4 separate regions of the Mus musculus genome follow, and all the other regions are linked to region 1. A link is a contact called in public HiChIP or PLAC-seq data. All regions are on one chromosome and are shown on one strand. Each heading gives the region's core, a stretch centred on a gene start, on an enhancer-like site or on the middle of the called end of the contact. The rest is flanking DNA. Distances are from core to core; before and after follow the strand shown.

Region 1 (5,124 bases), core at 1,559-4,058:
ACACACACACACACACACACACACACACACACGCACGCACGCACATTGTGGAAGCCGGCGGCAGACATTGAGTGTCTAACTCCATTGCTTTCTGTCTTCATTTTTGAGTCAGGGTCCTGAACTGAACCCAGAGCTCACTGATTCGGCCAGTGAGCTCTCTCACCTGACTGTCTTGCCCCCAGCCCTGGGTTCAGGAAATGGTGGGTGCTGCCATCCCCTGTTTTATCTGGGTTCTATGGGTGTAAGCGCAGTCCCCACACTGATGTGACAGGCACTTTGCTGCCTGAGCCACCTCCCTACCTCACTTTAGGGCCTTTGATGTTTTAGACTTACCTGAACTCTCACACACTCTAGCTCTGAGGTTTGCAAGATACACTGGTACCTGGAAGAGTGACTGCAGGGCCAGCATGCTGGCTAAGGTCACATGCACCTTCAATTAAATGGGCCAAAATGAACTAACATTGGAAGATGCTAAACATCCCCAGTGACCTCTCCTTGGATTGTAATTATGCCCCCCTCCAAAACCTGTCTGAAAAACAAAAAGGGAAATTTTCAAGAACCCAGAGTGAGGAGAAACTTATGGTGGCCAAGTTGTGTCTCCACAAGGCAGAGTCAATGGGCTCTTATGATCACCTCTGATGGGGGATGAAGTGACAATCCAGGCCTATCCATGGACTTGAGGTGTCCCAGATTTACACCTGAAGTTGGGAAGGTGGCAAGAACCACTTACCGGAATACAATACCCGCTATGAAGTAGAAGAGTCCCAGGGTGTCCATAACGTTCCATAGGTCGGTGAAATAATTCACTCCGTTCATGTACCACTGCAGCAAAAGATGAACAGACAGAGCAATGGGCATCGTGGACACCAGTCTCTGCTAGACTTGTAAGTGTCCACTCAGTTTCTCCCAGGACACTTCTGAGACTGTTTGTGTCAAGGGAGCCCTACCAGAACCCCACTGATCCAAGGGGACCAGAAAGATAGCTGCTCCCTTAGGCATGTGCAGCCATCAGAGCCAAGAAAAGGAGTTGTGTTCTCCCACCCTTCAAAAATGAAGCCTCAGGGAATGAAAGTGACCTGTGTGGAGAAACATGGAACCTCGCGGTGACCACGGACAGCGGTGTAGACTGAGCCCTGCACAAATACAAAGTACCATCCAGTTGTCATGAGTTGCCGTAGAGTTGTGTATTTACAGTAAGTGCATTATTTCTGGCACACACAACAGAACAACTTGATTAGTGAAATCTTTTAAAAGATGTCTACAGGGAAGAAAGATTATTAATTGGGCTCCGTGGTGGTTTGAATATGCTTGGACCAGGAAGTGGCACTATTAGGAAGTATGGACTTGTTGGAGGAAGTGTGTCACTGTGACGGTGGGCAATGAGACCCTCCTCCTAACCACGTGGAAGCCAGTCTTCTCCTATCAGCCTTCAGAACTCTCAGTTCCTCCTGCACCATGCCTGCCTGGATGCTCCTGCTTTGATGATAATGGACTGAACTTCTGAACCTGTAAGCCAGCCCCAATTAAATGTTATCCTCACTAGAGTTGCCTTGGTCATCATGTCTGTTCTCAACAATGAAACCCTAACTAAGACAGGCTCCACACACTGGATTTTTTAAGAATGCCAACCTAGCTGTCTGATCTTTTCATTTGCCTACTTGCTCAGAATCTGGCTACTAGGAGCCTAAGGACCAGACTCCAGGGGCAGCTCAAATAGGGGACAGAAGATTCACTGAGGTGTGATTCTGATTCCCATGTTCATGTCCTTGTCTTCCCATGAACTCACCCACCAAGTCTATTTGGGACTCATATATCCTATGACCTTCTCTGCCTCTGACCCCAAAGCCTAAACTTAGGTGCCCATCCTGGGGATAGTGAGTTTCTCAGATCCACTGAAACCCTGCAATCTGGGATGTAGGATGCACAGCTTGAGTTGCCAAAGGAGGGGAACACTGCCAGATCACAGTGGAACAGTGAAGTCCCCCAGGTCTGGGCAGCCCGGGCCAGACCATGTTCCACTGTGAGGAGACAGGCGCAAGGTTAGGACCCTGGGGAGGACACAGGAGCATCCATTTATCTGGGCAGTGCTGATCCCCAGGGCAGCAAAACCCATTGCCACTCCATGCTTCGGAAGTGGCTGGCACAGGCCCTGCCCACCTGTTCTCTTTCCCATTCCCGCTGGGAGGCTGGTACACACTGATCTGTACAACCCCAGCCCAGCCTCGTCTCGCCTCAGTGACTTCAGAAGCCTGGCCATATTACAGAACCAATAGACAGAAGAGGCCTGGGCCACAAGAATGCCACTACAGGGAGAAAAGATTTCGGGTTTTTTTTGTTGTTGTTGTTGTTGTTGTTGGTGGTGGTGGTGGTGTTTTGTTTTGTTTTTAATGAAGAGACGCCTCTTGTCTAAGGGGGGAGAGTGCAGCTCTAAGCTGTGTTCCTGAAATACCAGGATGTGTTCACCATCTCTTGCACTGTGACAGCCTCAGAACTGAAGGAGCTTTCAGAGAAGGCAGGGTGGAACTTACAACACTATAAACAAACATCCACAGTGCCTGCTTAGCTCCACTAGGAGTCGGTTAACAACTGTGTCTGCACTGGGGACTGGCGAGGTCAAATTAGCTGTGAACATCCCCGCTCTGGGCAAGGGACGTCCCTCCTCACTGAGAGCATGGGTATCTGAGTCCCAGGCACAATCTAAAACAGACAATGTCCTGTTTAGGGGTTTCTCCTAACAACCATGAGTGAGTCTGGCCCATTAAGACTGCACAGGCCTGCAGAGCCTTTCCTTGAACAACCCAGGTGAGGAACTTGCAGAAACAAAGGGAAATAGCGCCCTCTAGTGACAGATTTCTCAAAGACAGGGCCTCACTGTTGTTCCAAGAAAGGCCACCTGGGTTTCTCTCTGCTCAGAAGAAAGTGAAGGCAGGATCCCTCTGTATGTCTCCTTATCTCTGGCCTCAGTAGTCCCATAACCATGGTGACCCTCAGGGGTGACTTACAAGCACATTCCTTGTCCTGTATTAAGAACACACATTCTCAACAACATGACAATAGCAGCTCTGGCTCCTGATACACACAGCAAATGAACGTCTAAAACAAATCACCCTGCTTGATGCTGCTCCCTGGACCACCAGAGCATGTGTCAGGACCTAGGGAGCTCGGCAGACTCCCTGATGGGGTCAGTACAAGAGGAGACAACCTGATCCAGGTTTCTGCATCTCTTAAGGGTCTCTTCAGTAGAAAATGCACCCAGACAGGGAAAGACCAAAGAAACCAGATTACTGCACACCGTGTATTTGCAACTCCTGCTGGGCTTTCCCTCCCTCTCCCTGCCTCTTTCCTCCCCTGTCCCTTCTACCCCTGTCCATCCAATGCTCGTGGCTTAATTCCCTATCGGCTGTGAGTCAATTGACCCTCTGGTCCAGCAGTTCTCTGAATGTCGAGAGTCCCCTGGCTCTGATTATCACACACAGAATATTCCAGCTCCACTCTACTAGTGACACATCACAAGCCAGAAGAAAACTTGGAAGTAAAGGCTGGCCACAGGGAGAGAGGCCATATGTGGAAGAGCTGTATCTCTACACTTAAGTCCTCAGCCCTCTGCTTGGGAACGTGACCTTGTTCGGAAATCAGGCCACTGCAGATGGCGCTGACAGGTCGAGATGGAGTCCTGATCCAACATGACTGTTGTCCCCAGGAAACAGAGAAATTAGGACACACCTGCACATAGGGAGGGCACCATATGGGCATGAGGCTGCGGGTCAGAGTGTCACATCCGTCAGGCACAGAGTGACAAAGATGGCCAGTAAACTTTCAGAAGCTAGGGGACAGCACAGCAGAACAGTCACTTCACAGTACTCTATGGGGTCAACCCAACCCACAACTTCACGTTGGACTTCTGCCTTCCAGAACTATAGTCAGTACACTGGTACTCCGGCCATCCTGTGTGTTTTCTTCCTCCACCTCTGCTGACGTTCCACCATCTTCCACACCACTTACCTACTAATCATAAAGACAGGCATATAGGGCACAGGTACCCAACCCCCCCCCCCCAGCCCTCACTTCCATAGCAGACATCATTAATTGATTAAGACATACTAAGAATTGACAGAGGGCCCCAGAATCCCTCGCAATCCAGGAGTCCTGGAGACTGCACATAAAAATCTACCAGAGAGAGTTGGCATGACAACATAAGCCAACTCAGTGTTCTTAGACTAGTCAGGGCAAAGGCAGTATGTTTCCCCTTCAAATCTCTTCCACCCCTGAGCCTTGTACTTTGTAATCTGTAAATACTCCATGAGTTGTATACCTAACAAATACTTGCTAAATGGGTATATTTTAAGGTTCGGGTCCAGAAGAGACAAGAGAGTGACAGATAAATCTGATAGGACTTGCTGAGACATTTTCCACCATGAGTCAGGACAGCACCTCCTTCACCAACAACAAACATTTCTTCAACATCTGCTACCTCAGTGTGATGGTTTGTAATGCTTGGCCCAGGGAGTAGCACTGTTGGGAGGTATGGTCTTATTGGAGTAGGTGTGGCCTGGTGGGTGTGGGCTTTAATACCCTTGCTCTAGCTGCTTGGGAGTCAGCCTTCCACTAGCAGCCTTCATATGAAGACGTAGAACTCTCAGATCCTCCTGCACCATGCCTAGTTGCTGCCATTTCCCACCTTGGCGATAATGGACTGAACCTCTAAACCTGTAAGCCAGCCCGTTAAATGATGTCATTTATAAAAGTTGCCTTGGTCATGGTGTCTGTTCACAGCAGTAAAACCCAAACTAAGATGCACCTGCTCTATGAGGGCTGGGGTAGAGTTTGGATTCAATGGTGAAGCAAAGATCCTAAAATATGCACATCCCAGGAAACTGATGATCAACCATTGCTGGGGACAGGCTTCTTCAGTGGAGAAATTTGCTCACAGATTGGACTTTGAGCTCCCGTGACGCAGCTTTCATGAGTCGTTTGGGTGGGCTTTTGATGATGCAGATGCTCTCTTGACATTTACCCCAGTAAACTCACCAGCTCCATAGACCAGCCTTGTGTGGAATCATGTCCGTCTGGGATGAGCAGACATGTATCCACATCTCCCTGGAAAGAGCGACGCTGCACTTGCCT
Region 2 (5,124 bases), core at 1,598-4,097, 870 kb after region 1:
GGGAGACAGGGCAGCGGGTAGAACACTTGTCTTGCAAGCATGAGGACTTGAGTGTGATCCCAGAACCCACATGAAAGCTAAAGGTGGTGGGATTCACTTGTCATTCCAGTGTTAGGGATGGGGAGCTAAGAGAATCCTTTGCGCTGGCTAGTGGCTGGTGTCTAGCCTAATTGGCAAGCTACAGACTAATGGAAGATTGTCTCAAAAGAAACTAGGGGCATGGCTCTTGAGGAATGACACCTGAAGTTGACCTTTGACCTCTGACTCCCCTCCCCCCCAACACACACACAGATGTAAACCAAAAAGCCCATTGTCTTCTCCAGCAGGTTGGCCAGTTGGTAGCCCTGGGTCTCTTCCCATTGGCCTCTGAGACCTGTGCATCTTTATGGTGCTCTGAGTTAGAGGGCTCTCCTAACTGGTTAGAGTGATGTTGAGCTGAATCTTATGCAAATCTGTGTGGGTCTCATGACAATGCCCAAGGTCTTCTGGGAACAACTGCTCACATGGAAATACGAAAACCTAAGCTCCCTGCAGGCCAGGGCCAGTGGAGCCCAGATTGCTGCTTCTTTCTCCTCTCCATGAGGCATCCAGCAATCCAGGAAAGGATGTGGGATCTGTGTTTCCTGAGGTTGGACTTGGGTAAAGGTGGAAGTGAGCTCTTGTGGAGGAAGAGGAGGAGGGAGAGGAGGAAGAGGAGGAGGAAGAGAAAGACCAGGAGGAGGAAGAGGAGAGAAATTAGGATGAAAGGTTCATTGAGCTGTTCCCAGCATCCTGGAGAGCACTAGGCCAACTTCCCACATTCAGATTAGGTGGGGCATGGCGAAGACATCCCTCCCCTACAGTGAGGGTCACTCAGTGTCACATGTGGAAGCCCGATTGCTCTTGCTGTCTGTGTGTGGGCCCTCCAGTTGCCCCTTTGCACTGACACCTGCCTTTTCTTCGGAGTCTCTGCCTCTGCTGGCAGCCATCCTATCCTCCTATCCAGTAACTTCTAAGGGTGATGGCTCATCGATGCCAGAGCAACCCGTGCAATCTCTGAGCTTGCTATTTACACACCAACTCTGATTTTAATTTGAAAAATTCCACAACACAGAAGTAGAGACCCCCATGTTACACTCCCCATGCGTTGTCCATTGGCTTAATGAGTGGTGGCCATGATGCCAGTCTAGGTTCATCCAATCCCTGCCACTCCTAGTACCCAGGGGACCATTGTGAGACACAGCTTGCGCATCATTCTGTTACACCTGCAAACACATCAGTACACAGTAAGAGTTAAAAGATGAGCCTCATGCCCTCTCTCCCTCTGCATACTTCTGGTGGTGTTATCCACCTAAAACCATGGCTGTTCCCTGTTGTGTTCAGAGGAGCACAGAGCATGCAGAGTCCCACCGACCTTGGGAGAGAGTGCTGGTCTGTCCAGCCCGGCACACTAATCTCCAGGCACCTTCAGGGACCTTCAGCCCAGCCTCTGTCTCTCGCAGGTTTTTGCTGGAGCTAGAGCACCGCATGGAGGAGAACATTGTTATCTCGGATGTGTGCGACATCGTGTACCGTTACGCAGCTGATCACTTCTCGGTCTATATCACTTACGTCAGTAACCAGACCTACCAGGAAAGGACATACAAGCAGCTCCTGTGAGTATACCCTGCCTGGGTTCAGCCATCCTTGCCTGGGCATTCCCCAGGGCCACACTAAGTCACACAATTTAGCCAGGTGGGTGAGAGCATCTGACTCTAGCATGTTCCCTGAGATCTTGGTGTCACTAGAAAACCAGTAGTCTGCCTGTGCTCCAGGGGAGTCATCTGAAGCCTCCAGACCTGTCTCCAGAACAGCCAAGAAATCCCTGTAGGAAAGAATGTATAGCCACAGGGATGATCCAAGGTCTAGAACATTGGAAATATAGGTTTGAAGTAGTAAGAAAGCCAGTGGTGGGCAGAAAGGAGTCTTGGCTTGTCATGCATTGCATGTGAACTAGGAGACAGTCTCCCATTTCACGACCTTCCTTTGGACCACAAGGAAGGGGTTGCCTTTTGGTACCCACCCACGCAAACCAAACAAAGCAAGACAAAAGTCTTTCCAGTATGAGAACCTATAGTAGAAAATCAAGACCAGGTTTGCAGTCCCATACACAGTCCAGGTACAGGGGTCTCTGGGGTGCCCTGAGAACAAAGGCAAGGTTGAGGGCCTCATTAGAACAGACAAATCTACCCAGGTTGCCTGAGGAGGCTGGCAAACTCTGCCTGGCACATGGCAGCAGCTACTGTGTTAAGAAGCTGTGGGTCAAAGGTGGCAGTTCTGTGACAGTCACTAAGAAGCATACTGCAGCTGACTCAGTGGGTGGGTTTCTAGTCATTTGTGACAGAGTCAGTTCCCCATGGCTTCTAGGCTCTGTTGTAGAGCCAGAAAGGTTTCAGTGTGCCACATGCCCACTGTTCAAATAGCATCTGGATTTGATGGCCTTTCTATCAAGCCACATGGTTGAAGTGGACATTTTAAGCTTTGAGTATCTAGGCATTCATCTGGGTGCTTCCCAGTGACTGTTTGGAAGTGGTGGGAATCGGGTGCTACTTCTCTGATTAAGCAGCAAGCAGAATAGATGTCTGTGTCTTGCAGTTCCCAAGAATCCCCAGGATAGCTGGTCACCATGGAACTTTGCCCTGTGGGTGCAGCTGGGGGTTCTGCTCCCCCTAGCAGTAGGTACAGTGACTGCCCTGATGTCTGCTGCTACCCTGCAGTAAGTCTCTGGCAGTTGTCTTCCTGGCCTTCGGCAGCACTGGGCCACGTGGCCAGGCCACCTGTCAAAAATAGCTCAGGCTTTCCTGGCAGGTGCCTTAAGCCTGCAGCGGGTTGCATCTCTCCGTGGGTTTACCTTGCCTCGGCTTCCTGCCTGATGAAGTCATCTAATTGTATGTCTGATTCATAACCTTGGCTACAATGGGATTCTTACCCCTCCCACACAAATCATGCTTTGCCAAGTCTTCATGGCCAGGCATATGGAGCCACTATTGTTACTTGACGTTTACATGAACAGTTTATTTTCCATTTTGAAAAATGAGAAGGGGAGGGAGAAGAGGGTGGGGGAAGCATCTTCTATTCACACCTCCAGGGCCTGAGCTCAGAGACAGCCCCCTGTGTCTGGATCTTCAGACAGGAGAAGGCCGCTTTCCGGGAACTGATCGCACAGTTGGAGCTGGACCCCAAATGCAAGGGCCTGCCTTTCTCCTCCTTCCTCATCTTGCCTTTCCAGAGGATCACGAGACTCAAGCTGCTGGTCCAGGTGTGACCCCTGACCATGCCCTGGGCTCTACAGGCCTCCCCTGTCCAAGCCTTAGCTCCTTCTACCTCTCCACTAGTATTTTAGAGAATCCATTTGTTAAATAAGGGCCAATTAGGGCCTTACTGTGCTCCAAGCAATGAGGGCTCAGCTATATTCCAGAAGTAAAGATTGGCAGACATATCCAGAAAAGTGGGCATAGCTGTCAGGGTTAGCAATGAGTTAACCCAGTCGAGGGTGCCTGCCTGGTTACTGCCAATTGGAGGAATCAAGAAAGACAAGCAAGATTTAAGTGAGGCTCAGCTTAGAGGAGCCAGTGGCATCAACATCTGGAAGAAAGAACACTGTATATAGAGAAACCTGAAAGTTCAAAGGTACTGGGGAAACAAGAGTCATAAAGCATGATGAGAAGGACTGCAGAGGTGTAGGTAAGAGGTGGGGAGGGGGAGGATGTCTCAGGTTCCATCCTCACCTGATGTGGCTGACATTTGTCACTGTGGCTGCTACAGAGGGTGAGAGCAGGCGTAGAGGAAAGTTGACTTAGGGTTTCTCTTCCTGTATAAAACACCATGACCAAGAAGCAAGTTGGGCAGGAAAGGGTTTATTCAGCTTACACTTCCACGATGCTGTTCATCACCAAAGGAATTCAGGACAGGAACTCACACAGGGCAGGAACTTGGGAGTCAGGGGCTGATGCAGAGGCCATGGAGGGATGTTACTGGCTTGCTTCCCCTGGCTTGCTCAGCCTGCTTTCTTAAAGAACCCAGTACTACCAGTCTAGGGATGGCACCACCCACAATGGGATCTCCGCCTTTGATCACTAATTGAGAAAATGTCTTAAGGCTGGATCGCATGGAGGCATTTCCTCAAGGGAGGCTCCTTTCTCTGTGATAACTCCAGCTGTGTCAGGTTGACACACAAAACCGGCCAGTACAGAGTAGACAGGGTTATACTCAGCCTGAGAAGCTATGTTAACTGTGAACTGAAGAAAACTAAAGGTTAGGAGAAAAGATGTGTTACAGTAAAGAGACCAGTCAGGCAGCCAGGCCTCCAGGACCCTGATGACTAAGCCTCCAGTGACCACCCCAGAAGGGAGGGAGAGTGGGAGGGAGGGAGGATCCCGTGTAAACACTGTGTCTCACTTGGGGACAGAGCGAGCCCTTACCCCTGCCTGAGTGACCAGGGTCCCTTGCTGCTTTGCACTGCCTCTGTGCTGTGCTCTCGATGGGCCGCTGGTTCTGCAACAGCATAAAGTATCTACCGGCCCTCGGGGCCTAAACTACTGAGTTCTGGGCTTCCCATTAGCATGCTGGGTCAAGGCATCCACCCCTGGCCTGGCTGAGGACCCCGTGCTCTCTGTCCATCCAGCCAAGGGCTATGTGTGTTGCATTTTTAAAGCTGCACCTGAGAGATGATAACCACTGCCAGGGAGGACGGGGAGGGGAAGAGGAAGAGTGGGGTAACGCAGCTCCATCTTGCCTTCAGAATATCCTGAAGAGAGTGGAGGAGAGGTCTGAACGTGAAGGCACCGCCTTGGATGCCCACAAGGAGCTAGAAATGGTGAGTTGTTTCCACCGGTGTGTCCTGGGGTCCGTTTTCCCTCTAGGTCACTGTCCCTACTGATCTCCTCTGTTACTGTGATCTCTTAGCATTTCATTTATTTATTCTGAGATTTACTTTTGCAGTCCAGAAGAGTCACTAAGGGGGGAAAATTCATACCTAATGCAGTTTTGTCAGTGTCTCCTCTGCAATACCCCACCCCTGTTCACGTGCCCAGGATGTTTTATGGAGATGCTTGCCTGGTACTCTTTACCAGCATAGGACTCTGTTGCAATCCCAACACCTGTTTG
Region 3 (5,124 bases), core at 1,218-3,717, 750 kb before region 1:
CCCCAGCCTCAAGTATGATTAGAATGTCTTCCCTGTCCCCAGGGCACACCTGCTTGAAAAGGCTGTCACATGGGCGGCCTCTTATAAACAGTAAGTAGGCTTAGGTTCCTTTCCTGTCTCCCCCCACCCCAGTCCCCCACTCCACCCCCACTGATCTTGCCCACCTTCAGCTGAAGTCCTTTACTGACTGAAGATGCACAGATTTTGTGGCTGTCTCAAGGCAGAGGTTTTGGAAGACACCAAGAACAACCTCCCGTAGCCACTGCTGGCCTCAGGCCTCCTTGATCACCTGCCAGAAACTGTGAGGTCACACCTGACCCCCAGAGAGGCCCACAGGCACCCAAGGGAGAGACTTGGCACTTGAATGTCAGATGGAGATGGTCTGAGCCGGCTGAGGGTTTCATGCTGGCCGGGCTATGGGCATTAATTACTTTGACTCTGTCTGGGAGCCACTATCTCCTGCTCTATGTCCTGATCCTAACCCACAGCTCAAGAGTGAGCCCATGACTTTGTCCCATAATGCCACACCTCCTAAGGGTCCTATCACCCCTCAGTGGTACCCCAGGCTGATAGTCAAGCCTTCAACACATGGGGCTCTAAGGGGCATTCAAGATACAAGGTACATAACACAAGCTCAAAATTTGTTAGTGACTCTCCACGATGCATAAACTGGTTTTCTAAAGAAAAAGTCGATAGGCAAGCCACCATACATTGATAGAACCCTCCTTTTAGACCATTTAATTTCTTAATTGTATATTTGACATTTAAAGACATTTACCATCCCAATATTAACTTCACCTGTTAATTTCTACTCTGTGGCTCCTTGTGGTTCTCCAAACAGGTCCGTGATGGGATCAGGGATGTGGCACATGCCCAATGACTCCTGTGGCCTCCCAGGTACAGACTAAGAAGTGAGTTAAGGTACCCTGGAGGGCACACAAACCCGGTGGAATTCTAGGCCTGGGCTTTTCTATTTCACACTAACCCCCTGAGCTAAGCCGGAATGAGGCCCTCTCAGAGGCCTATTTTCTCATCTGTAAAATGGGCAGGGAACACAGAGAGCCCTGGGGCCTAAGAAAATTCAAAAGGAGCAGGTGATCATCAAAGCTGCAGGGGACTCTGAGCCACACGCTGGTGTGGAGCTGGTGTGGACCGTAGAGGGGGATGACGTAGTGGGAGAGGACAGGACACACCGGACAGACAGAGAGCTCAGGCTCTCCATGACCTCAGGCTCCCTGCTTGTTCTTACCTGCTGGGCTGAGCTCTGAACTGTCTCAGGTTAGAGAGCACGAGTTAGACAGACTCCCTGGTAGACAGACTAGAGGGAGGGGGAGCGCATGGCTAGGTAATAAAGGTGTCGAATTTCAAGAGGAGGGTTCCTCACCTCCCCACTCCAGACTTGAGACAAAAGCCTGGTAGCCTAAAATAAAAGTCCTGGAGGCTTTGGTCTCCCTTCCCTGCTGAAGGTCCACCTCAGCAAATTCAAGGCTAGGTCAGGACAGGTCACATAACAGTTGTGGGCCCACCAACATTCATCATACCTGTCTTCAAACTAACTAACCCTAAATTAGGGGAGAGAAAACTTCAGACAGACAGACAGACAGACAGACACACACACACACACACACACACACACACACACACACACACACACACACAGCCCTAAAGAGACTGATATCCCTTTGCAGGCATAAAGACATGCGGCTTTACAGACAGAGGGCCTTTTCTCTGTGTGCCTGCTGCATGCCTGTGTTTCTAACCTCATAAAACCCTTCCTTCAACTGCTGACTCTCCCTGCTCCTGTTTGCAGTGTTTCTACAATTTCTACAATGTTACCTGTGGTGCTTAAGACTTTTCCCGCCTTTTAACGAACCTATCAAGCAAGACCCCTATCTATCTATCACAGGTACACGGGCTGGTCACACTGGCCTCAAAGATGACTTGAACACTGCCCCCATCACTTTGAGCAGCAATATGCATGGTCATAGGGCAAAAGATTTTCAACTGGAACCAACTGGGGTCAGGAGCAGGCTAAGCTTTTGCACCTTATATAGCAGGTGTTCTAAGTAAACAACAGAAATGGCAGCGCAGCACTTTGGGCATCGAAACGCTGGGCAGCTCTCTATCACAATGACCTCTGAGCCAATCAGGCTATGAATATAAACACTGAGAACATGGGACAGTTGTTTTCCTGGGACAAAAATCACAGGAACTGACCACTATGTATCACAGCCACCAAGTGTTGGGCTTTCTGAGTGCTGTGATGACTGACGGGGAGTCCCTGAACTGCACCCAAAGATATATCATCTCGGGGTAAGCACCCTTTGCCTACCTCAGCACACTGGGTTCTCAGGTAGGAGACACCAAGGCCCACTGGCTCGCCTGAGATGACAGAGTCACCCCAGGGCACCTCCTATTTCCTCTTCCCTAACATCTCGCTGGCCCTGTGCATCTGGCAGAGCGCCAGAAAAAGCAAACCACACAAATACCACCCAGGAAAGTGCTGGGGCCAAAGAGCAGTCGCACCCTTTAGTCTCCTCCAACACAGATCAGAATAGGGCCTGCTCAACCAGCCTCGACCCGAATAACCAAGAGCAGTAAGGCTGAAGAGGGAGAGCAGAAGCAGCCCCCTGCCCCATTTCCTGTTGCACAACCCTCTGGAAACCACTGTGTTCACCCAGAGAGAATCAAGCCACAGCCACCCATAGTAAATTCAGAGCCCTTCCCCCCCCAAGCCCCCAATGCCAGGCCAAAAGAATGTGTGGAATGTGGATGGCTCTCAGCTTGTTTCCACAACCCAAACACATCACCATCCACAGGGCAAGGAACTGCACTTATAAGGAAAAGGCCTGCTGCTGGCCACTTCCTGGGCATTAAACCCCCAGACCTCAGGAGCCTGAACACTGACCCCAGCCAGGGCTGACAGCTCCTGCATACTTTGTGGTATCCCAGGACACCCAGGCACTCTCCCTACCCTAGTGCACATGTGGACTCGAACACAGACAAGACAAAAAAGATCAGCAGAGACGTAGAAACAAATACCAAGGAGCTTTCTTGGCTTCACAGAGGGCACCGTGGATTTAAAGAAAATGCCTGAACAACTCTTGTAGCCAGCAGTGGGCTTTATGAAAGTGCATATATGTTCCAGAATGGAAGATGACATGACCCAGCAGCTGGTCCTCAAATTGCTTTTGCAGCCTCCAGAGCAGGCACTCTGCACTCAGAGGTAGTAGCCAGAAAGACACAAGGTGCCGCCATGTCATGTGTAAATTCCTCCTCCACTGACTTTACTGGGGACAGTGACAGTCCTACCAGCAGTCAGATGGGAAAGATCAGAAACAAATCCAAGAACACAACACCATGTACCCACTAATCCTCTTCAGCCCTTCCTCCCGACACTCCTGGAAAGGGTGTGTGCGTGTGTGTGATCTCGAACCTCAGGGCCAATGGAACCAACTGCTCATCACTGGACTTGAGAAACTCATGTTAAAATAACAGCTCCTTTGTGCAAAGGCAGGACAGGCCACTGGCCCTGCCCCATGCTGTCACCAGAGACAGCAAGCTGCTGGGCTGGTTTGTCCATAGGACATGAATGGGAATTCTCAGAAAATAAACAGGAACGTGGCCATCCCGGAAACACACAGGTGCCAGCCTCAGGCAACTGACCTTTGCCGGCAGGGCTCACTGAACTGGAGAAGATGAAGGGGGGGTGGGTAATAAGGGAGGTGCTGGTGATACCTGTGAAAGGACACATCACCGGAAACTTCTGAAAGTTATTTCCCCTTGCTTCTGTGAATCTCTGTGTGCTGGAAGCCTTCCTCCTCTCTAACCCTGATATGCATTCACTGGCCTGTGCATCTCAGGCACCAAATGCTGCCCTACTGGGTAGAGGTTAAAGGGATCAACCTTATTAAGGGCCTGCTTACCTGCTGGGGGATGTTGGCCTCTTGATGTCAGAGGAAAAACTCCAAGACTCCACCTTCCATCCTCGAGAAGAGGGATGCCCTAGGAGACAGAAAGGGCAAGTGTGAGAAGATTCTGAGAGTCGACTCTGTTGTAAGTCTTTGCAGAGGTGGGGGTAGAGATAGACAGTTAGGCAGCAGATCCGTCACTGCAGGCCTCCCAGGCCTGCGCTGCTGGAAGGACACAGCAACCATCTCTGGGCTACCTCTGCTCCAGCCACTGGTTATTCTGCTCCAGCCACTGGTTATTATAGAGCAGCAGCCAAACCCAGGTAGATTCCAGCCCAATGGAGCAGGTGTGACACACCTCAGGTATCTCTGTGACACAGTGAGACAGCCACAGAATGACCACCAGCAAGGGCAGAGTTGATCACCATACACCATGTAAGATATGGTGGGGCTAAAGGCTTGAGTTCCCGACGCCATCTACCACACGTCAACTTTCAAGAACTGGGGTGCTTGTACGGCTGTGCACATTTATAGGAAAGCTGCTCTGGGCAGCGTAGGAGGAGAAGGGTCCATTCTGAGCACCTCCCTACCTCAAATGCCACTCTACACGTAACAGCTGTCACACACGCAGACCCATATCCGTGCCCCATACCTTCACAAACCAACCTCTGTGTCCCTGTCCCTGCATCTACGTCACGCACACCCACAGGGCTTCACCTCTGGTTCGATGGAAATACGAATCCCAGATGTACCGAAAGGTGGAAAGTAAAGAAAGCTGTCCTACCAAAGCACCCCAGCAAATGCCACTCGAGGAAACAAATGGGCCTTGTAAACACAGAGGCAGAGTTTGGCATCGTGGGCATCAGCAAAACATCACTCAGCTTAACGTATGTCACCTGAGAGGCTAGGACAACGTAAGGAGAAATGTTCATGAACAAGACAGACCTCAATCCCAAAGGACACCAAGGGTAAGGACCATTCCGGGTACTATGGTCTGTTCAGCTGTTTGGCTTGTTGGAGAAGGGCCAGCTTTCTGAAGTCAAAAGACTCCGAAGTATTGGGTAAGCCCTGTCAGAGCACTTATAGGACTTCACAGTCAGAAAGCTCATGTCAAAAGGGGGTAAGAGACCCTGAGCACAGAAAACCAGGCTGACGCAGAGGTGTCCCACTAACCACCTGCCATCCCAGTACTGGGGAATGGGAGGGAGAGGTG
Region 4 (5,124 bases), core at 798-3,297, 720 kb before region 1:
TGCTTTTAGAGCAAACAGAACCTGCCCCCAGCAGCATCGCCTCGGGAGGGGCTTTACTGTACAGGATGAGAGTCGCCAATAGTCAATCACGGTGAAAAGGGCTTTATAGATTTTGACTCATTCTAAGGGAAGCTTGTACTGAACGATGCTTATGTTTATGAGATATTCCCTGAATGTAGCTTATGATCAGAGCAACTATGAACTGTGTGGTTACACGGTTAAGTATGCCTTTACTACCAGCCCCCCCTCACTCTGGAGAAAGAGGCAAGAGAATCTCCCACGAGTTCAAGACCATCGTGGTCTCTTCAGCGAATTTTAGGATAGCCAGGGTTACATACTGAGACCCCCCCCCCCCCCGTCTCAATAAATATAAAATGTGCATGATGAACCTCAACACGAACCTAGAGTCAAAAGCAGGAATGCAGATCCTATTTATCAACCTGAAAACATCGACTTCAGACAAGCACCTTAAAAAAAAAAGTATTTGTCCAAAACAGATCCCTGTAGCCAGAAGCACCATGCCGTAGTACCCTCAAATCTCACATAAAAATGTGAATGGCTCCGTCATCTGTGTGGAGACTACTGCTGTGAACTTCCTCCCCTTTAACACTCTCCTGTGTTCTAAAAGGAACATTTAGTTATTGAGTAATAATGCAAATTCAATGCAGAAACAGATTTTGGTTGGGGGGGGGGGGGGGAACAGTGATAATTTTTAGAAAAGGAAAAAGCATCTGTTTTGTGGACAACTCCTGCATCTATAAAGTACTCACAGTGCAGCAACCATGCTTCCCCAAGCCCCAGCCAAGCAAGGCACAGGATCCTCTAGCAAGCTGCTTCCTCCCTTCCTAGAGTCTCTCTCTGCTTCAGGCAGAGCAGACCAACCTACGTCTGGGTCCTGGAGCACAAACTGCAGTATCTCATCTCTCTTCTTCCTCTACCTTACCCCCCTCCTCTCCCTCTACGGGGCTCCTCCTCTTCCTCCTCCTCCTCCCAGGACCTTGAACAAAGGGCAAGGTAAACACACTTGCTCTTTAAAGGTCAGCTGGAAGGTCCAAAGAACCAAAACCCAGTACTCTGTTCTGATGAGAAGACATCCTGACCAGGTCACACCTCCATCAGGTCACTGCCCTGACCACAAAATGCTCCATTTACTCAATATTTAAGAACAGAAGTGTGCACACAAGACTCACAAGAGGCCCTAAGTCAGGATGAATCCCAAATCTACCTGGGACAGGGTGTGGACACTTCTCATGATATCCTTTGAAAATCCCAATAGCAAGAGGTCCGCCCTGAGGTCAACACTTACAGACCCAACTTCAAAAGGAAAGACCGGGGAAGCCCAGGTTCTTCTGCACTGGGACTCGAAACTGGCCCAGCCAAAGGCCACTGTAGAGGCCTCTGGGGAAAGGAACTTCTCAAATTCTAGCTCACCAAAGTCTCTTTCAGCTATTGTTTGCCACGACGGCCTGGTACAAATGCAGCGCGCTAGGAGAACCCCCAATAGGCTTTCATTTACTTAATTCCCAGCCAGGATCTTCCTGGATGACTTTGGTTATGCAAACTAGCCCATTTCAGATTTGACAGACCACAAAGAAACAGCTACTTACAGACATGTCGCAATGCACGACAGAGGGGAAAGTCCGATAAAGTCAGAAAGAATCTGAAACCACAGAAGAAACTCTTATGTTAAAAATCACAGTTGTTTCAAGTGGGTATCATGTGTATGTGTGTGTGTGAGCGTGTGTGAGCGTGTGTGTGTGTGTGTGTGTGTGTGTGTGTGTGTGTCCAAACAATGACAAGTCCTTTGACTCTCTCCTAATTCTGATAAAAACATAAGCCAAACTCGGTGTGGTGGTGCGCACAGGAATAACGATGGATCCTGATGTCTTATCTCCACTATGGTCTTGGAGAGGTACCAAATTCAAATGCCATTTCCTGGCCCCAACCCTTAAAAGGTGAGCTATTCAAAGGTTTCCCAGTACCTGCCAGGAATAGAACTGCTCTTTGAAAGGCTTTAGGAACATATTTCTGAAATGAAACACAAGTTTTGTGATAGGATGTCTGGCTGAGAATAAACTGTAGCAGCCAGGACCATGTGGCTATGCTCTGCTCACCCCTTTAGTGCCACTGGGCTGCACAGAACACAGGCTGCTGTGGACCAGCACGATGCATTAGTAGTTCATAGGTGAATTGTTTTCTGGTAGTACCCCGATTTTCCATACATGCATGGACTACATGCAAACTTCTGACAATGCTGTCTGTCAGAGCCATAGTCCTTGGTGAATTTCAAACACTTAAATGCATTTGAATTTTTTAGCATATTCCACAGACAACTTTGTATCCTAAAGCTATTGAACGTTCAAGCCCCTTTACAAAAAGCAATAACATAAGACTGATAGACAAAGGCAGGGTATATCTGCCTGAATTAAAAATTCAATTGTATACAACTCTGTGATGGTTACCTGACAGCATTTTAAGTAAGCTTATTATTATTCATAAAATAAGCCAGGAATTACTCTGGTCATATATGCTAAGTTTTTAGAGTGCCAAGATACCTTAAAAGAGAAAGTTAGGCTTGTCAGACAGAGTCACCACTGCGTTTCACTCGGCCAGTGCACCCCGTTGTGCCTAGAAGATGCATAGATTATGAGATATAAAGAACAGGGGAGGAGGTCAGCCAGTAAAGGGACTAAGTTCAATCTCCAGAACCTAATAAAAGCAAAAGCAGAGTGTGACAGCACACACTCATAATCACAGTACTGGGGACTCAAAGACATACAGACAGACAGACAGACAGACTGACCAACCGACCCCTGGAGCTTACTGCCGAATTCCAGGTCAGAGAGAATGTCTCATAAAGTAAAGGACTGATGGCCATGGCTGTCCTCTGGCTTCCACATACACATGTACACACATGCACCTGCACAGAGATACACATGCACCCACACATAGGCATGTTTAACCCCCCCCCCACACACACACAGGTAGACTAACTCCCCCCCCCACCACCACCACACACACAGAGGTAAAGGCAAAAGGACACTGGATAGACAGATAAATGGTACGGGTCAGCTCTTGACCTTGGGAGACCAGGGGGGGCTCTGTTTGGGGAGACCTGATGGACCCTGGGGATGAAGGTACATCATGAGCCATGTCTTTAGAACAAAAGCCCGCCACCAGCCCTCACAAAGGCTGTGCAAGAGCTGCAGATATTAACACCTGGGCAGGTATTTGCAGGTTGTTCTTAGGCTGCTAGACCTGAAGAATGTCTCTCCCTCCTTCCCTGGACCTTCAATCCTACTGCCCATGTGATGTCAGCCCCTGAATATCTGAGAGCATCTCGGCCCTACCCTAGCTCCTGCCATCCTGTCTATCTACTTACCCTCAAGTGATGGATCTGCTTCTGTTACTACTCGAAACTCTTCTCCTTTGTCTTAACAGCACAGCTCCTTCAGAACTAACCCGCAAGCCTCCAGGCCTTCATCCTAGGACTCTCAGTTCTCTTTACTGTAACACAGCACCCGATGCCACCTGCTTCGGCATCGGCACACCCTTAGCCTTCCGGCCCACCTTCACGGGTGACCCAAGGTGGCAGCTTCACAGTGAGTCTCCAGAGCCGACAAAGCAGAGAAGAGCCCAGGCCTGTCCCCTTTCTCCTGTGTTTCTTCTCTTCTCCTGCCTGTGACCTGATGTCTCCTCCAATACTATACATACTACACCGAGGGGATCCAATGTCTCCTCCCTACCAGACCTGCTAACCATAGCTGGCTGGGGCTGACGATGTCTTGCTAAGCATGGCTAACAGTGGAAGGGCATTTCTCTCCGGTGTACCTAATGCTGTTAAAGAGCATGCCTAGGCTTTAAAATTACTTTACTGCTCATCATGGTGGAGTAAATCTAAGCACCCATTATCTGTGTGCTAAGCCCAATGATTTCAAAAAGACCCTTGACAGAGCCCTGGACCTTTTTCCTCCTTTACCTGGATGGTCCCCAGGAAGGCTGCTGGACCTCCTTACCCCTGCTTTAACCTGCAAGATCACCTCATCACACACACCTGAGGACCAAATCCCTTCTAGCCAGTTTTCTTCCAAACCAGAAGCAACCAAAACCCAGCAAGGAAGGACCTACCATTACCCTGTGATAAAAAGGCCACACAAGACTCCAGAAGGCAGCTGGGGAAACTGGCCTCTGCCTGTTCCTCCCAAACACACAGCACTTCCTTGAATAATCTTCTGCACCAGGGAAAACATCACACACACACACACACACACACACACACCAGTGATACTGAAGCCTGGGTTCATGTGAGCATCATCTGGGAACTTTTGAAAGTTATAGATGAGCTGGGAGGACAGTTCAGTAGGTAAAGTGCTTACCTTGTAAAACAGGAGGACCTGAATTCAATCCCCCACCGCGCACTTCAAGAAGCTGGCATGGTAGCACATGCTTGCAACCCCAGGACTAGGGGCTCACTGGCCAACCAGGTAACTTGGTGAATCTGAGGCCAGTGGGAGACCTTGTTTTCAAAAGCAAGGTAGAGGAGAATTGGAGAGATGGTTAAAAGCACTTGTCTCTCTTGCAGAGGACCTGGGTTCAGGTCTTAGCCCCCACAAGATGGTGTCACCTGTAATGCCAGTCTCAGAGGATCAGATACCCTCTTGTGACTTTCTCGGGAACCAGACACTCATGTGGTGCACAGTCATACAGGCAGGCAAAATTAAACAGTGGGTAGCTCCTTAGTGTGACAGATTGATCTGACCTCCATCGGTGCCACACACACACACACACACACACACACACCACATACACACCAACACACACACACCAACACACACACACCAACACACACACACCAACACACACACACCAACACACACACACATACCACACACACCACACACACACACACACAGACACAGACACACACACCGCTATAGACCTAGAGGCCCAAGTAGGAATAGAAAGCACATTTTAAAAGTCCCTAGTGATTTGTCTGAGTTTTGAAGCTCTCTTGCTGGTCAAATTAGGTTGCACAGTGTCGTTCCCCCCACCCCCACCGAAAACCTCTGCAACATCTGCACGCAGGAAGACCCTGCCTAAGCTAGGCAATTATATCTGTTACAT

The links. HiChIP or PLAC-seq counts read pairs in DNA pulled down with a chosen protein or histone mark.
Region 2: a contact with region 1 is called in an HNF4G HiChIP or PLAC-seq map of pancreatic cancer cells. The contact joins two enhancer-like sites. A contact is called at or near these places in 5 of 39 promoter capture datasets (the C10 cell line, hematopoietic stem and progenitor cells, liver and 2 more), 1 of 115 datasets of contacts at active chromatin or transcription factors (pancreatic cancer cells) and 1 of 9 other capture datasets (adipose tissue).
Region 3: a contact with region 1 is called in an HNF4G HiChIP or PLAC-seq map of pancreatic cancer cells. The contact joins two enhancer-like sites. A contact is called at or near these places in 3 of 115 datasets of contacts at active chromatin or transcription factors (epiblast stem cells, extraembryonic endoderm stem cells and pancreatic cancer cells).
Region 4: a FOXA1 HiChIP or PLAC-seq map of pancreatic cancer cells shows a contact between it and region 1. The contact joins two enhancer-like sites. A contact is called at or near these places in 6 of 39 promoter capture datasets (the 3T3-L1 cell line, HPC-7-derived erythroid cells, the SN4741 cell line and 2 more), 1 of 15 datasets of contacts at CTCF or cohesin (the NIH/3T3 cell line), 1 of 484 Hi-C or Micro-C datasets (myocytes), 14 of 115 datasets of contacts at active chromatin or transcription factors (the NIH/3T3 cell line, astrocytes, embryonic fibroblasts and 9 more) and 1 of 9 other capture datasets (embryonic stem cells).

What each region holds. Positions count from the first base shown.
Region 1 is chr1:88,355,350-88,360,473 of GRCm38.p6, reverse strand. Trpm8 (transient receptor potential cation channel, subfamily M, member 8) reads right to left here. Exons shown (of 27, transcript NM_134252.4): 19 at 731-822. Among named protein-coding and RNA genes, the nearest start is that of Gm51639, 26 kb to the right of the region's middle. Within about 2 kb of position 2,808, at least 21 of the 459 cell types and tissues checked have an H3K27ac peak or open chromatin away from gene starts, as enhancers often do. A contact at or near this core is called in pancreatic cancer cells, where this site is marked.
Region 2 is chr1:87,484,309-87,489,432 of GRCm38.p6, reverse strand. Ngef (neuronal guanine nucleotide exchange factor) reads left to right here. Exons shown (of 13, transcript NM_019867.2): 5 at 1,482-1,634; 6 at 3,148-3,277; 7 at 4,760-4,834. Among named protein-coding and RNA genes, the nearest start is that of Snorc, 17 kb to the right of the region's middle. Within about 2 kb of position 2,847, at least 31 of the 459 cell types and tissues checked have an H3K27ac peak or open chromatin away from gene starts, as enhancers often do. A contact at or near this core is called in pancreatic cancer cells, where this site is marked.
Region 3 is chr1:89,106,139-89,111,262 of GRCm38.p6, reverse strand. Sh3bp4 (SH3-domain binding protein 4) reads right to left here. Exons shown (of 6, transcript NM_133816.3): 2 at 3,927-4,005. Among named protein-coding and RNA genes, the nearest start is that of Gm34331, 5.1 kb to the right of the region's middle. Within about 2 kb of position 2,467, at least 148 of the 459 cell types and tissues checked have an H3K27ac peak or open chromatin away from gene starts, as enhancers often do. A contact at or near this core is called in pancreatic cancer cells, where this site is marked.
Region 4 is chr1:89,075,419-89,080,542 of GRCm38.p6, reverse strand. All of the region lies in intron 1 of Sh3bp4 (SH3-domain binding protein 4), which reads right to left. Among named protein-coding and RNA genes, the nearest start is that of Sh3bp4, 7.6 kb to the right of the region's middle. Within about 2 kb of position 2,047, at least 30 of the 459 cell types and tissues checked have an H3K27ac peak or open chromatin away from gene starts, as enhancers often do. A contact at or near this core is called in pancreatic cancer cells, where this site is marked.